3 separate regions of the Mus musculus genome follow, and all the other regions are linked to region 1. Evidence: chromatin contacts called from public ChIA-PET and HiChIP or PLAC-seq data. All regions are on one chromosome and are shown on one strand. The core of a region is the stretch at or near the end of the contact, and the rest is flanking DNA. Distances in the headings are between cores, read along the strand shown. Region 1 overlaps Tcf7l1 (transcription factor 7 like 1 (T cell specific, HMG box)). Region 2 has its middle 13 kb from the start of Gm31547. Region 3 has its middle 27 kb from the start of Kcmf1.

The links. ChIA-PET counts read pairs in DNA pulled down with a chosen protein or histone mark. HiChIP or PLAC-seq counts read pairs in DNA pulled down with a chosen protein or histone mark.
Region 2: a contact with region 1 is called in an RNA polymerase II ChIA-PET map of memory CD8 T cells, with 5 read pairs. The contact joins two enhancer-like sites. A contact is called at or near these places in 1 of 484 Hi-C or Micro-C datasets (embryonic stem cells) and 2 of 115 datasets of contacts at active chromatin or transcription factors (bone marrow-derived macrophages and memory CD8 T cells).
Region 3: a contact with region 1 is called in an H3K27ac HiChIP or PLAC-seq map of embryonic stem cells, with 8 read pairs. The contact joins two enhancer-like sites. A contact is called at or near these places in 1 of 39 promoter capture datasets (the HPC-7 cell line and HPC-7-derived erythroid cells), 6 of 484 Hi-C or Micro-C datasets (the G1E-ER4 cell line, the HPC-7 cell line, cortical neurons and 1 more), 3 of 115 datasets of contacts at active chromatin or transcription factors (embryonic stem cells and pancreatic cancer cells) and 2 of 9 other capture datasets (adipose tissue and pancreatic islet).

Annotation. Positions count from the first base shown.
Region 1 is chr6:72,634,134-72,638,621 of GRCm38.p6, forward strand. Tcf7l1 (transcription factor 7 like 1 (T cell specific, HMG box)) reads right to left here. Exons shown (of 12, transcript NM_009332.3): 5 at 1-99. It overlaps Gm15401 (predicted gene 15401), which reads left to right. Exons shown (of 5, transcript NR_040422.1): 4 at 2,189-2,406; 5 at 2,946-3,584. Among named protein-coding and RNA genes, the nearest start is that of Gm15401, 7.1 kb to the left of the region's middle. Within about 2 kb of position 2,153, at least 128 of the 459 cell types and tissues checked have an H3K27ac peak or open chromatin away from gene starts, as enhancers often do. A contact at or near this core is called in embryonic stem cells, memory CD8 T cells, myocytes and 1 more, where this site is marked.
Region 2 is chr6:72,991,846-72,996,333 of GRCm38.p6, forward strand. No RefSeq gene overlaps it. Among named protein-coding and RNA genes, the nearest start is that of Gm31547, 13 kb to the right of the region's middle. Within about 2 kb of position 2,081, at least 62 of the 459 cell types and tissues checked have an H3K27ac peak or open chromatin away from gene starts, as enhancers often do. A contact at or near this core is called in memory CD8 T cells, where this site is marked.
Region 3 is chr6:72,924,582-72,929,069 of GRCm38.p6, forward strand. No RefSeq gene overlaps it. Among named protein-coding and RNA genes, the nearest start is that of Kcmf1, 27 kb to the left of the region's middle. Within about 2 kb of position 2,405, at least 175 of the 459 cell types and tissues checked have an H3K27ac peak or open chromatin away from gene starts, as enhancers often do. A contact at or near this core is called in embryonic stem cells, myocytes and pancreatic cancer cells, where this site is marked.

The DNA.
Region 1 (4,488 bases), core at 903-3,402:
GGGAGGGGACGCAGGGGAGAAGTGGTCGTTGCTGTAGGTGATGAGAGGTGTCAGCGGGTGCATGTGATGAGGGTGCTGAACAACAGGAACTTTGTTGGACTGCAAGAGAGAGAGGAGATGGACTAGGCACAGTGGCAGGAAGACGGTGTGTCCAGCCAGCTGCCACTCACCGGTGGCTCCTTTCAGTGTAACACCCTTTCCAGCCCTCACAACTGGCCTAGAGGGAAGGAAACGAGAAGAGGATGAGAGAGGGCCTCGAACTCCCACCCCGGTCTCTAACTCCCACACAGCCCCCCTTTATGGGTACAGCGGGGCGCTTGTGGGCTGTGCCGTTCTGACAGGAGCTCTCGGGTTTATGTAACCACGTTCTGACTTTACTGACGAGAAGCCCTTTGACCTCTCTGTCACTTCCTGCTGCCCCTCTTTTCATCCGATATGCATACCACAAACTCTGGTCTGCTCAGTTCCTGGGGCTTCCTGGGTTTCCAAGTCTTATAGCAGGTAAAGTGGGCAGAGCAGGGATGAGAGCAGGAAAGCCCATCCTGATCATGAGGTGTGCTGCTGGCCTTGGTGGTGCAAAAAGGCCTCAAACCGAGTAGCTTCCTAGTTAGTCCTCTGTACTTGTTAGCTGTAGCAGCATAAGGTGAAACTTAAATACTGCCTTCACATTTTCAAAGATTTATTTATTTTATGTATGTGAGTACACTGTAGCTGTACAGATGGTTGTGAGCCTTCATTTGGTTGCTGGGAATTGAATTTTCAGGACCTCTGCTCACTCTGGTCAACCCCGTTCGCTCGGGTTGGCCCTGCTCGCTCAGTCCCTGCTTGCTTGGGCCCAAAGTACACTGTAGCTGACTTCAGACGCAACAGAAGAGGGCGTCAGATCTCATTACGGGTGGTTGTGAGCCACCATGTGGTTGCTGGGATTTGAACTCAGGACCTTTGGAAGAGCAGTCAGTGATCTTACCCACCAGCCCATTCACTTTTTTGGAGAATTTTTTTTTTTTTTTTTTAGTTTTCTAGAGACAGGGTTTCTCTGTGTAGTCCTTGCTGTCCTGGAACTCACTCTGTAGGTTCTCAAACTCGGAGATTCGCCTGCCTCTGTCTCCCAAGTGCTGGGACTGAAGGCGTGTGTCACCTACACCTGGCTGCTTTCACTGTATTTCCTGGCCATCACAATGATGAATATACAGCACAAGAAAGAACATGTGCAATAACTAGCTCTGACATCAGATTTCTAGGAACCAAGTGAGTGTATCCAAATGATGAACCTGGGTTTATAGGGGCCAGCCTGTCAAAGGGTAATTTTCGGCACTATAAACGTAATAGGGCTATTGAATTACAGAGAATGTTCAGTGGGTCAAGGTGGATGCCTGATAACCTGCCATCTCTTTCTAGATCCCTCAGGGTAGATCCTCTGACCTCCACAAGAACACCATGGCTAAAGGATGCCCACCCACATACACACAAAGAAATATAATGAATAAAAATAGAGAGAATTGCACAAACCATGATACAATTCATAAACAATGATTCTAAAACTGATTGCTACATAATCACACAGCTAAGCCAGCCCCTGCCAACAACGCCCCATGTCATTTATTTATCTTTGACAACATCGCATTATATAGTCCAGGCTAGTTTCGAACCCATGATCATCCACTCCAGCCTTCACGCTTCAGTTTTTAATTTATATTTATTTGTATCATTTTTGTCATTTTATAGTGAGAACTCTTAGGCTGGAATATGTAGCACAGTTGTTTAGCATCCTTGAAGCCCCACGTTTGATCTCCAGCTCTGTGTAAACTGGGTGTGGTAGCATAAACCGGTAACGCAGACACTTGCACTCAGGAAGTAAAAAGATCAGAGGTCAAAGGTCACTCTTTGTTACATAGTAAGTTAAAAGCCAGCCTGGACCAACCCCCTTCCATAAATAAACTAAAAAGTTTCAGTTGCCTGCTTACCCTTCAGTCAAAGAACACATAAAGGGAGTTCAATTTGCAAATCTAGGTATAAATCTAAATGACCTGCGGGTTATAATTTTGTACCACTAGGGGGCATCATTGTCCAGAAAATGGTCCGCGAGGGGCTGGACAGGAAGTGTTGCTGAGCAAGAGTTGTCCTAGAGGCTGGCCTGTCCTCTTAGGAGGCTACCTCCCACTCTGTCCTCACCCACTTCTCTCTCCAGCTGTCCCCAGGAGCTTGATGAGCACGGCAAAGGCTGAGGCTACCGTCAGGAATGCAGAGCCTCAAGTGGACAACCTCAGTACAAGACGTAGGAGCCACACGGGCTTGCTCAGCAAGGAATGCCATCCGAAACAGAGCCAAGTCCTTCCAGCAATGCCCCATCCGAAACAGCCAAATCCTTCCAGCAAGCTACATAGGTCGAGCACCTTCTCAGCCCAGGTATCTTGACAACTCCTCTCCCTGATCCATTTTAAAGTTTTGTGTGTATGTGTGTACACAGATGGAGACCTGAGGAGGGTCTCCTTGATCTCCTTTTGACTTACTGAGGTCTCTTGCTGAACCCAGAGCTTGTTGATCTTGGCTCAACTCCTTGCCCTGTCTTTATAATCTGCTAAATCCATGCGAGGCTGCCACAGCTGCCTGGGTTTTATGTGTTCTGAGCATCCCAGTTCCTTCTGGTCCCCACACTTTATCTGCTGAGCCATCTCCTTTGGCCCGCAGCTTCACCTTGCTGAGGCAGGCTGTGTAACTTAGTCTGCTCGATGACCACCACAGCCTGCTTCAGTCTTTTCCCTTTTGAAGCTCTTCAAACTCACAGCTCTTAAGAAAGCAAAGGGGTCCCCAGGGCATATTTTAAGCCCAAAGTAAAACCAACCCCTAAGGGCTCGCCATGGAAAACTGTCCACCAGAGGAGTCCCCCTCCCTCTTGTTGTCCTTCTTCTTTTATAGATTTATTTATTTGCTTATTTCATGTATAGGATTGCTCAGGTGTTCATGCACACCAGAAGAGGGAATCAGATTCCATTATGCATGGTTGTGAGCCACCTTGTGGCTGCTGTGAATTCAACTCAGAAGAGCAGCCAGCCTCTTAACTGCAGAGCCATCTCTCCCTTAACCTGATCAGAAACCAGCTGCATGGGATTGATCGCTCAGGAGAGTAGACCCTTCCCTTCTGCTGTCAATCACGATGGAGTCCTGGACTTGACAATGGCTGCCCAGGAAATCACCCAACATTTCAGTAGACAACTAACAACGCTATTCAGAATATGAGTTTTGTCAATCATCCATGACCCCTTAGCTGATAGAGAAGGGCAGGGCTCCCGGGGAGAATGGACACTGAAAATGTTTGCAGTGACATCAGTTTCTTTGAAACATCCCAAAGTCCATGGGGAGGGAGCAGGTCCAGTAGAGGTCGTTCCTTCAGACACACTGTGGGTGGTGTCTGCCAGAGCTGGTCAACTGTGGGGCTGGTAGGGGATCCCGGAGGACTGAGACTCCACAGCAGCACCCTGCCACCCTCCGACTCTGCCACCTGCCCCGGAGCAGCTAAGCCAGGGGTCCCTCCATTCTTCTGTCACCCGACCCAGGTAAATAGAAGAAAGTATCAGCTTTGCCACATCTCCTGACTCTTAACCTCAGGTTGGTTGCAGGAATATCCCCAAGCTCCTCGTGTATTTCCTAAGTGTGTTCCTAAGGTCTGAACGGCGACTTAGCTGGGCTCCGCTAACTGAGATGTGTTACAAGAGGAAGGACCAACAAATAAGCAATGTGTCAACCAGAATATAGTCCCAAGGTCCAATTCTCTTGCAGCAGATCTCACATTCCACATGGCAAGAACTCATTTCCGGTTTGTTTGCTTGTTTACTTGGGTTTTCGAGACAGGGTTACTCTGTGCAGACCCGGCTGTATGGGAACTTACTTTGTAGACCAGGCTGGCTTCAAAGTCATAAGCCCTCTTGCCTCTGCCTCTCAAATGCTGGGATTAGAGTTGTGCAGCATCTCAATGGGCTAGACATTCCTAATTTTAAAACATTTAAATGTGTGTGTGTGTGTGTGTTCGTGCATGCTGATGATGTCACGGTGTGCTTGTGGAGATCAGGCGACAATCTGTGAGAATGGGTTCTCTCCTTCTATCATGTGGGATTCAGGGCTAGACTCTCAGATCTTCAGGCTTACAGGTAAGCACCTTTAACCACAGAGCAATTTTACTGTGCTCAATGCAAAGATTTTAAGAGTAAATGTATTCATGAGAGTGAGCAGGCCCTACTGACCACCACCAGCCCAGATCTGCTTTTGTTTGGTTTTTGTTTTATCTTGGTAATTTTCTGGCTTAAAGTTTTATGGCAGAGAGCAACGTTCTTTGCATCCACCCTATCACAAACAGCTAAAGAACTCTTCCTTAAGTCAATTCCTTAGATGATGGTCTCCTTTTTAATTATGCATATTTGCCTCCCCCCTCCCTCCCTCCCCTTCTCCCTTCTCCCTCTCCTGTCCTGTCCTGTTCTGTCCTCTCCTCTCCGG
Region 2 (4,488 bases), core at 831-3,330, 360 kb after region 1:
TCCCCAAACAGTCCAGGCTGGCCTGGATCTAACTCACTATGTATTCCAGGCTGGCCTGGATCTAACTCCCCAAACAGTCCAGGTAGTCCAGGCTGGCCTGGATCTAACTCCCCAAACAGTCCAGGCTGGCCTGGATCTAACTCCCCATGTAGTCCAGAAAGATCTCCAAACCACTGTCTTCTTCCATCGGCCTCTAGAGTGCACTTCCATGCGTGGCTTATGAAAATAATTTTGACTTTACAGTTTCCCTGATCAGGCTTGGGGAATACCGGCAGGTTCCAGGGCCATCCTCTGAGAATGATTACTGTGTTCTGTGTACCTACCTTGTCTTAGGGCAGCAGGTGGGTTTGAAAACTGGGCTACATGCTTTATTTGCATGTTGTGGAGGAGGATCATGGGTAGGTCTATAGTGGGGAGGGTGTTTAGACCCCAGAATAAAAGTTCTGGAGTCTGGTTTCCAATTCAGTGCAGCAATAAGGATCCAATTCTGCAGGCCCATATGCTTGTAAGCTTGCTTGGCTTAAGCATTAGAGAGGTCTGAGCCTTACCTGGCTTCAGGTATTACAGGATTTTTTTTTTCCTGAACATTTGTTAGCTTGCATCTATCTGTTCTTTAACAATATTCAAACAGGGGCTGGGGATGTAGCTCAGTTGGTAGAGCATTGGCTTAGAGCCTGCATGAAGCCTTGGGTTCTATCCCCAGCAAGGCATAAAATGGGAGTGCCTGGCAGTACATGCTGGTAATCTCAGCACGTTAGGGATACAGAAAGGAGAGTCAGCTTCCGGATCACCCTCCGCTGAATGTTTGAGGCTAGTCTAGGATGCAGAGATCAAGCCACGAACAACAAACAATCCCAACAGCACTACGAGGACAGACCCCTTGACTGATCCTTGCTTTTCTCGTCTGCTAGCTTTTCTCTTGATCTTCCTTCTTTTGGAAAGTTCTTCCCCATCTATCCACAAGCATGCCCCTTTACTTCTGTCTAGTCTTCTTGACTCACATGTTTCATGATGTGCCCTTTGCTGATCAAATTCATCCTTCTTGTCTATTTCCTTGCTTGTTTTCTCTGTAGCACTTAATCCGATCTGCTAAAAATGATGCTTGCTGCCTTCCCGTCCCAGCTACGTGATCTTGAATGGGTTCTTGTCCATTGCATTTGCATCTGTATTCTCAGTGTCTGGAAGTAATAGGTGCTCAGTGAACGTGGATGGAATGAAAAGGGGAACTCATGGCTAGTTTGTTGTGATATCACTGTGGCTGGGTGTCATTTTGGGAAAACACAGGTGCTATAGGTCCTGGGATGCAAGGAGCCAAAGGCTCCAGGTACCCCTGTGGAACCTTGCTTTTTGTTTTGTGCACTATACAGGTGTCTTACAAATCTAAGACTTGAGGGTGTGGCTTCCTGTGTCTCAGTCAGCCATAGGCAAGTCTTTCTCTTTTGAGGACTGTTGCCACGCGGTTTAGAAGGGATATGTTTTCAGTTTTGTTCTCTTTTAACTACTGAGGTTCACAGCTTTTGTTCCTAGCATGTGGGGACGGGAGTCATGCTGAAGTGGGCTAGTGGATTGTGTTTGTGGAGACAGACTGTCCTGCGGCTGAGGATCTGGGTCTGAGGGCAGCAGAGGCAGACACACCTGTTCAGTCAGTGCTCTGGGCTGGGGCTTTGGCACCCGGCAGAGGCAAGATAAGAACTGCAGATTAGAGGCCCAGAGGCTGTCTTCCTGCCTGTGTGGCTGAGGCCGTGCCTGGTAGAGCAGTATCTATAGCCCTCAGGACGGTGGCTGTGCTTCAGGAGTGAGGCAGGTGTTCTGTTTGTCAGAACAGAACTGCGTAAGTTGAAGGAGCCTGTACGGTAAGGTTCCTTTCTTTTCTCTATTTCCTTTCTCCTCCTCTTCATCCCTGACTTCCTTCCCCAATCTCATGGATCACAGGTTGGCTTCAGACTCACCGAGTATTAGAGAATGACTGAGAACTTTGGCTCTCTGGTCTCAGCCTCTCCTGCACTGCGTTACAGTGGTGTGCCACCCAACCCTGTGTTATGCATTGAGGATGTGGGGGGTATAAAATCAGGGCTTTGTGCACACCAGGCACTCTACCAACATCCAGAGCCCCCCCTCCCCCCAACTTTTTTGAGACAGCGTCTCATGTAGCCTAGACTAGCTTCAAACTTGCTATGTACTGACGTTGGCTAATCTTGAGACTGTCACTGCACTTGGCTCAGTTTATTTACTAAAATGTAACTTTTGAACTTTTACACACATGGCAGCTTTTTTTCTTCTCCCCTAGACAGGGTTTCTCTGTATAACATCCCTAGCTGTCCTGGAACTCACTATGTAGACCAAGCTGGCCTCAAAGTCACAGATATATATATACCAGCTTGGCAAATATATATTTGAATATATGAATATACAACTTTAGAGTGTTTGGAGACATGGATCAGCAGTTAAGAACATTTGCCTGTAACTCTAAGTCCAGAGGATCTGATGTCCTCCCTCTTCCGACCTCTGTGGACACTGAAACCACTCACTCACACATACATTTATATATATGTATATTACATAATCACATACATATATATATATAATACACACATACACACACACACACACTCTAGGTACAAAAAGCAGAAAAGCTTGTGAATTGTGTAAATCTAAGCTGGGACACACACACACTCTAGGTACAAAAAGCAGAAAAGCTTGTGAATTGTGTAAATCTAAGCTGGGGAAAGCTGGTACCCCAAGGCTTCACTGATGTTAGTGTAGTGTTTCTTGGGCAGGTCTCCTGGGGTCAGGAAGGGTTGCTGAGTAGAGTCTTGTAAGATCCAGGCTCAGCTAGAGCTCTTGAATGACAGTACATTGAATAAAGTTTTTTTTTTTTTTCTCTTTTGAGTTGGAACCCTGCTTTGTTACCCAGGAAGGCCCTGAATTTCTGGGCTTGAGAAATCCACCTGCCTGTTTCCAGACTAGCTGGGACTATAGATGTGTGTCACTTGGGTCGACTTAATAGAACATTAATTGCCAAAAGACAATGAATCGCAAGCACAGCCGTATGCATGGTAAGGCCTCGTGGTAAGTTCTTTAAAGCCTGTGGGCTGGCAAGATGGTTCAATGGACAGAGATGCTCAACACCAAGCCTGACAGCCTGAGTTCCATCTTTGGGACCCACATGGTGGAATGAGAGATCTGACTCTGGGAAGTTGTCCTTTGACCTCCACATATGCATCCTGATACGTGTTCCCTGCCCCCAACATTATATATAATAAACAGACAAATAAACAAATAGACAAATAAATAAGTAGAATGTAATAGAACCTGGTTCTTGGGCCACTTAATGGCAACTTTAGAGAGAGGACTGTAGATCTTTGAAAGCCTCAGTTTCTCCCCCTGCAGAGAGACATTGCTTCTGAGCTCCTTGTCCTCCCTGCTGTTCTTTGAGTGGGGGAAGGGCAGCTTTTGCTTCCAGGATGCCATCCAGTTGGCCTTGTCTGGACTTCACTGTTTCCTTGCAGAGAGAGGCCAGGCCTCAAGCCCTTCCTCTGCTCTGACCTCCAGCGACCCTCAGACCACTTGTTGATTCCCTCAGAAGGCCCTTTCTCCTGCTGGCTTCTACCCTTCTGGTTTTCCAACAACCTCTGCCACCATTTCTCCTTGTCCATGTCTGACTGCTCTTCGGTCTTCTGATTTCTCACTATCAGATGGCCTTGGGACCAAGGCTAGATCTCTTCTCTCCCACTTGGTATTCGTTCAGTCCCATGGATAGCTCAGCCTTATGGCTTTAAATAACATCTCAATAGTAGCCATCCTGTTTTTAATCTCTGGCCCTGGCCTTTCCCAACGTCCAGACTTTTAGTTTTTTTTTTTTTTTTTCATTTTTTTATTGAGACAGGGTTTCTCTGTGTATCCCTGGCTGTCCTGGAACTCACTCTGTAGATCAGGCTGGCCTCAAACTGAGAGATCCTACCTGCCTCTGCCTCCCTAGTGTTGGGATCAAAGTTATGCGCCATCACCACCCAGCTCATACTGATTGTTAAAAGATTTATTTTTATTCTCTCTCTCTCCCTCTGGCCATAAGAGGGTCTGAGACCTCTGGAATTGTAGTTGTAGCTCTTGTGAGATATTCCTCATATGTCCTAGGAACTGTGCTCAGGGCTTCAGGAAGAGCATCTCACTCTCCTAATGCTAAGCTCTAGCTCCACAAAGCACAGGCTCTTGTAGCACCTCAGACTGGTCCTCACCACTGCTCCATCTTTTCTACATCTCAGCTCCACAGGCAAACACAGACTTCTGTCCTTCCTCTCTGCTCATGTTCCCCGGCTTCTCTGGTGAAAGCAAGCTCATCTGTTTGACATCAAATCCTACTTTCCTCTTCCAGAATTCATCCAGTCTCCGACCACACCTCCTCAGTCTTGTGAGTTTTGCCTCTGTTCTGTTAATCTGATTATTCTGGTGATGTCCTTTTTTTTTGTTTTTGTTTTGTTTTTTCGAGAC
Region 3 (4,488 bases), core at 1,155-3,654, 290 kb after region 1:
TGGTGCATACAAGTAATTCCAACACTCGAGCAGCTGAAGCGGGAGGACTTCAAGTTCTAGGTGGGCCTGACCTACGTAGAGAGACTACCTTAAAATGAAAAAGTAAAGTAATATTAACAAGAAACAAATCATTGGCAGAGCATAGTGTCACAGTCTTCTTTTCAAGAACCATGACCATACTGTTGTCCAGGCCTGGTTACCTGTGTTCTGATGGAGCAGGGCCTAAGAGAGCTGGCTTGGGGATCCAATACACAGGGGAGTGGTGACGACAGCAAGAGGCAGCAGCAGGGCCATTGTGGGTACTTTTTCTTCTTTCTTCTAAAAATGTATTGTTTTTTTTAAATTATGCATGTGTGAGGTCTGCCACATGTGTACAGGTGCCCATTAAAGTAACTGTGAGTCATTTGATATGGGTATTGTGAACTCTCTGCAAGGACAGTTTATGTATGCTCTTTTTATGTATGCTCTCTGTATGTATGCCTGTATGAGGGTATCAGATCTGCTGGAACTGGAGTTACAGACAGTGGTGAGCTGCTGTGTGGGTGTTGGAAGTTGAACTCAGGTCCTCTGGAAGAGCAGCCACTGCTCTCAGTTGCTAAGACATCTCTCTAGTCTTTTGCTTATCTTTAACCACTGAACCTGTGGTGGTTTGAATATGCTTGGCCCTGGGAGTGGCACTATCACAAGGTGTGGCCTTTTTGGAGGAAGTGTGTCACCGTGGGGTTGGATTTTGAGGCTCTCTTTCTAGCTGCTTGGAAGACAGTCTTCTCCCAGTTCCCTTCAGAACAAGATGCACAACTTTCAGCTCCTTCTCCCGTGCCATGCCTGCCTGGATGCAGCCATGCTCCTGCCTTGATGATAATGGACTGAACCTCTGAACCTGTAAGCCAGCCCCCATTAAATGTTTGTCCTTTACAAGAGTTGCCTTGGCCATAGTGTCTCTTCATTGCAATGAAACCCTAGATAGAAGTTGGTACCAGGAACTGGGGTATTGCTGTGATAGGCCTGGCCGTGTTTTTGTTTGGAAGAATGTGGATTTTGGGACTTTGGATTTGGAAAGCAGTGGAATGCTTTAAGTGGGGTTTAATGGGCCATCCTAGTAAGAATATGGCATCACTGATGCTGAGTGTGGCTTGAACTGTGGGGGTCTTGCTTCAAAAGTTTCAGAGGAGAAGAATGTTAGTATATGGCCTAAGACTGTTTTTGGTGAAGAATATGGCTACTTTTTGTTGTCTGAAGAGTCTTCCTAAGGAATCAGATTAATTGCATTGACAAAGGAAAGTCTCATAAAAGCCCATACTTATAGTGACACACTTCTTTCAACAAGGCCACACCTACTCCAACAAGGCCACAACTCCTAAGAATGCCACTCTCTGAGTCAAGTACATTCAAACCACCACAGAGCATCTCGCCACCCCACTTCCCCATCCTTTTTTTTTTTTTAAAGACAAGGTCTTGTGTACTCCACGCTGTCTCTAAGCCCCCTGAGATATCATTGCTAACCTTGACCTCCTGATTTTCTTGCCTCTACTTTCCAAGAGCTGTGATTACAGGTGTGCACAAGCCGATTTATGTGAGTTGCTTAGATCAGATTGGCCTATGGGCATGTCTGTGGGAAACTGTCTTGATTAATGATGGATGTGGGAGGGCCAACCCACTGTTGGCAGAACCATTCCCCAAGTAGGCGTTTCTGGGTTGTCTAAGAGGCTGGTTAAGTTAGAGCCTTGACAGAGAGGAGTAAGCCAGCAAATGAACCAGCAAGCATCATTCCAGGGCAGCCAGGGCTACACAGAAAAACCCTGTCTCAGAAAACCAAAACTACAACAACGACACTTCATCAGACTGTTACCACATTGGAACATGGAATTTGTGGTGACTTAAATTTTTGTTCCTGGGTCATGATCACTCAGATTTGACTCCAGAATAAAGTATCTCCTATTTCCTGTGAGATTTTTGTGTGTTTGTTTTTGTCTGCTCAGTACATAAGTTTGTATCCTACTTAAAACTGAATACTTTCCTGATCATAACTACTGTTAGCTCAGTCTGTGATCCATAGTTGCTCCCAGCTGGAAATGGGTATTTGGAGTGATCCTTGGGGCAGAAAGGTGGGTTTCTGAAAAGCCAGATGAGCCTTGATTGTAGCTAGAGGCAGGGTCTGAGGAGGGTGGGGACAGAGAAACCAGCTCAGCGACTTCTTGTTCAGGCTTTGGAATGCTTGAGCTTCTGTCATCTAGCAGCCTCGGCACTGGCCAGATTGCTCCTTTGTTGAGGGTCCCTTTCTCATGCCAGGTTCCTGGGATGTGGGAGGAGTCTCACATCAGCTGTGGCTGAAAGAAGATCCCTGCCAGTGAATGGGCAGGAGCCACACCCAGCCGAGGTAAGTTGAAGTGGGAGGGACCTCGGTGGAGTGAGTCACACTTGAGTCACCCCAAAGTGACTCAGAGCCGGGAATGGAATCTCCTGCTGGGAGGACAGTGGGACAGGAAATTCCAGCTGGCTGAAGGGAGGGATAAGGGCTAGGGATGTCGAATGCCAAGTTTATGAACAAAGGGGAGTTTGAGGAGCAGGGAGAGGAACCCTCAGAACTTGCCAAACAGGAAGTCATATCTGGACAGCAGGTGGGGGCAAGGCAGCTTGCCCCCACCTGCTAATGATCCGGGGTCCAGGTGAGAAGTCGAGAGGGCCTGAGTGCTGACCACAGTGCATAGACAAGGCACACCTCAGGCTCCATACTGGCCCAGGCCCCAAGGAACCTCCCATGCTAGTGTAATCCTCTCTTGCTGTCTACTATGGCCATTCGATCTCTTGAAGTCTTCCCACACCCAACCTGACACTCAACAAACCCTAGGGATGTATACTGGCAGTATGTCATTATGATGCTATAGTAGCTTTGGCTTTTTTTCTGTTTTCTTTTTTCCTTTTCTAAAGCTAAAGTGTCACTCTGTAGCCAAGGCTGACATGGTTGGGAACTCCCTATGGAGGCCAGGATAACCTAGGCCTCACAGGAATTCGCTTCTCTTTTGCCAGTGCCTCTTGGGAACTGGTATGCTACTAATCCTGGCTTAATGATTTTTTTTTTTTTTAAATGTAGGCTTTAGGAATGAAAACCTTCCTGTTTTCATTGTTAATACTTCTCCTTTGGTCTTTGGCTGGAGAGATGGTGTAGTAGAGCCCACACTGTTCTTACAGAGGATGAGTTTGATGCTCAGAGTCCATGTCGGATTTCTTACTATTGCCTGTAACTCCAGCTCCAGGAGGATCTGATGACCCCGCTGGCCTCGGTAGATACATGCACATCTTTTTGCTGTTGTTGCTTTTGAGACAGGATTTCTGTGTAGCCTTGGCTATCCTGGAACTTGTTCTGTAGACCAGGCAATAATCCTATTTGTCAAAAATAAGATCACTACCACACTTTCAAGCCAAATTTGAAACAATCTTTAATTAAATACTGGCCAGGTTACTGGACTCTAGCCAGGCCCACACCTGAGTTTTAAGGAAAATGCTCCCAAGTCACAGTTTTCAGATGCTTAAAAAGGCAAACCCCACAATTGACCTTCTATCCATCAGGGGCAAGTGTACATTCTGATGTAATTCTTGCCCACATGGGATCAAGTCCATCTGGTGCAAATGGCTCAAACACACGTAGGACAAACAGGAATATATTCTTAATTGCAAACAGAACTCAACCTGTAAGGTCTATTTTTCCTGTTGTGGTCTCACACAGGTTGGCCTTGAACTCAAAGAGATCTGTCAGTCTCTGTCCCCGAGTGCTGAGATTAAAAAAGTGTACCACCACTGCCTGGTCAATTAAAAAAGAAAATTAAATCTTCTAAAAAATCTTTTAACTACATTTTAAAGTTTACTTTTATTTTATTTATTTATTTTGAGACAGGGTTTTACTATGTAGCCTTGGCTGGACTGGAATTCCTATATAGACCAGGCTGAACTCACAAAAAATCTATTTGCCTCTGCCTCCCTGAGTGCTGGAATTAAAAGCAGGTACCACTACATTAGGCCTAGCTTGTGTGTGTGTGTGTAAACGTGTGATGGTCAGAAGACAATTTGAAGAAGTCAGTCCTTTGGTTCTTACCTTCCACCAGGTGGTTTCTGGGAACTGGCTCCTATCATCAGGCTGAGCTGCAGGCACCTTAACCCAAGGGGCGGCCTGTTGGCCTTCGTCTTTGAGGTTTTTAGCTGTTGTTTTGAGACAGGGTCTCATGTGGACCAGGCTGGCCTCAAACTTGCTCTATGCTCGTAAATGCTGATCCAAATCTCCAGCGCTGATCTTGAGATTCTCTGATTTTCCAGCCTTCTCCTCCAATGTTCTGTGCCCGGCTTTTATCCTCGACTTTTAAAATTTAGGGGTGTGCACCACCAAGAAAATAGCCTCTGCTATCGCAGCCCATCCCCATCCCAAGCTGGTTTGGGGAGTAAATGAAAATGGGCACAGTAAAGAAACCAAAATAGCCAGTCCGTGGTTGAAAAGGG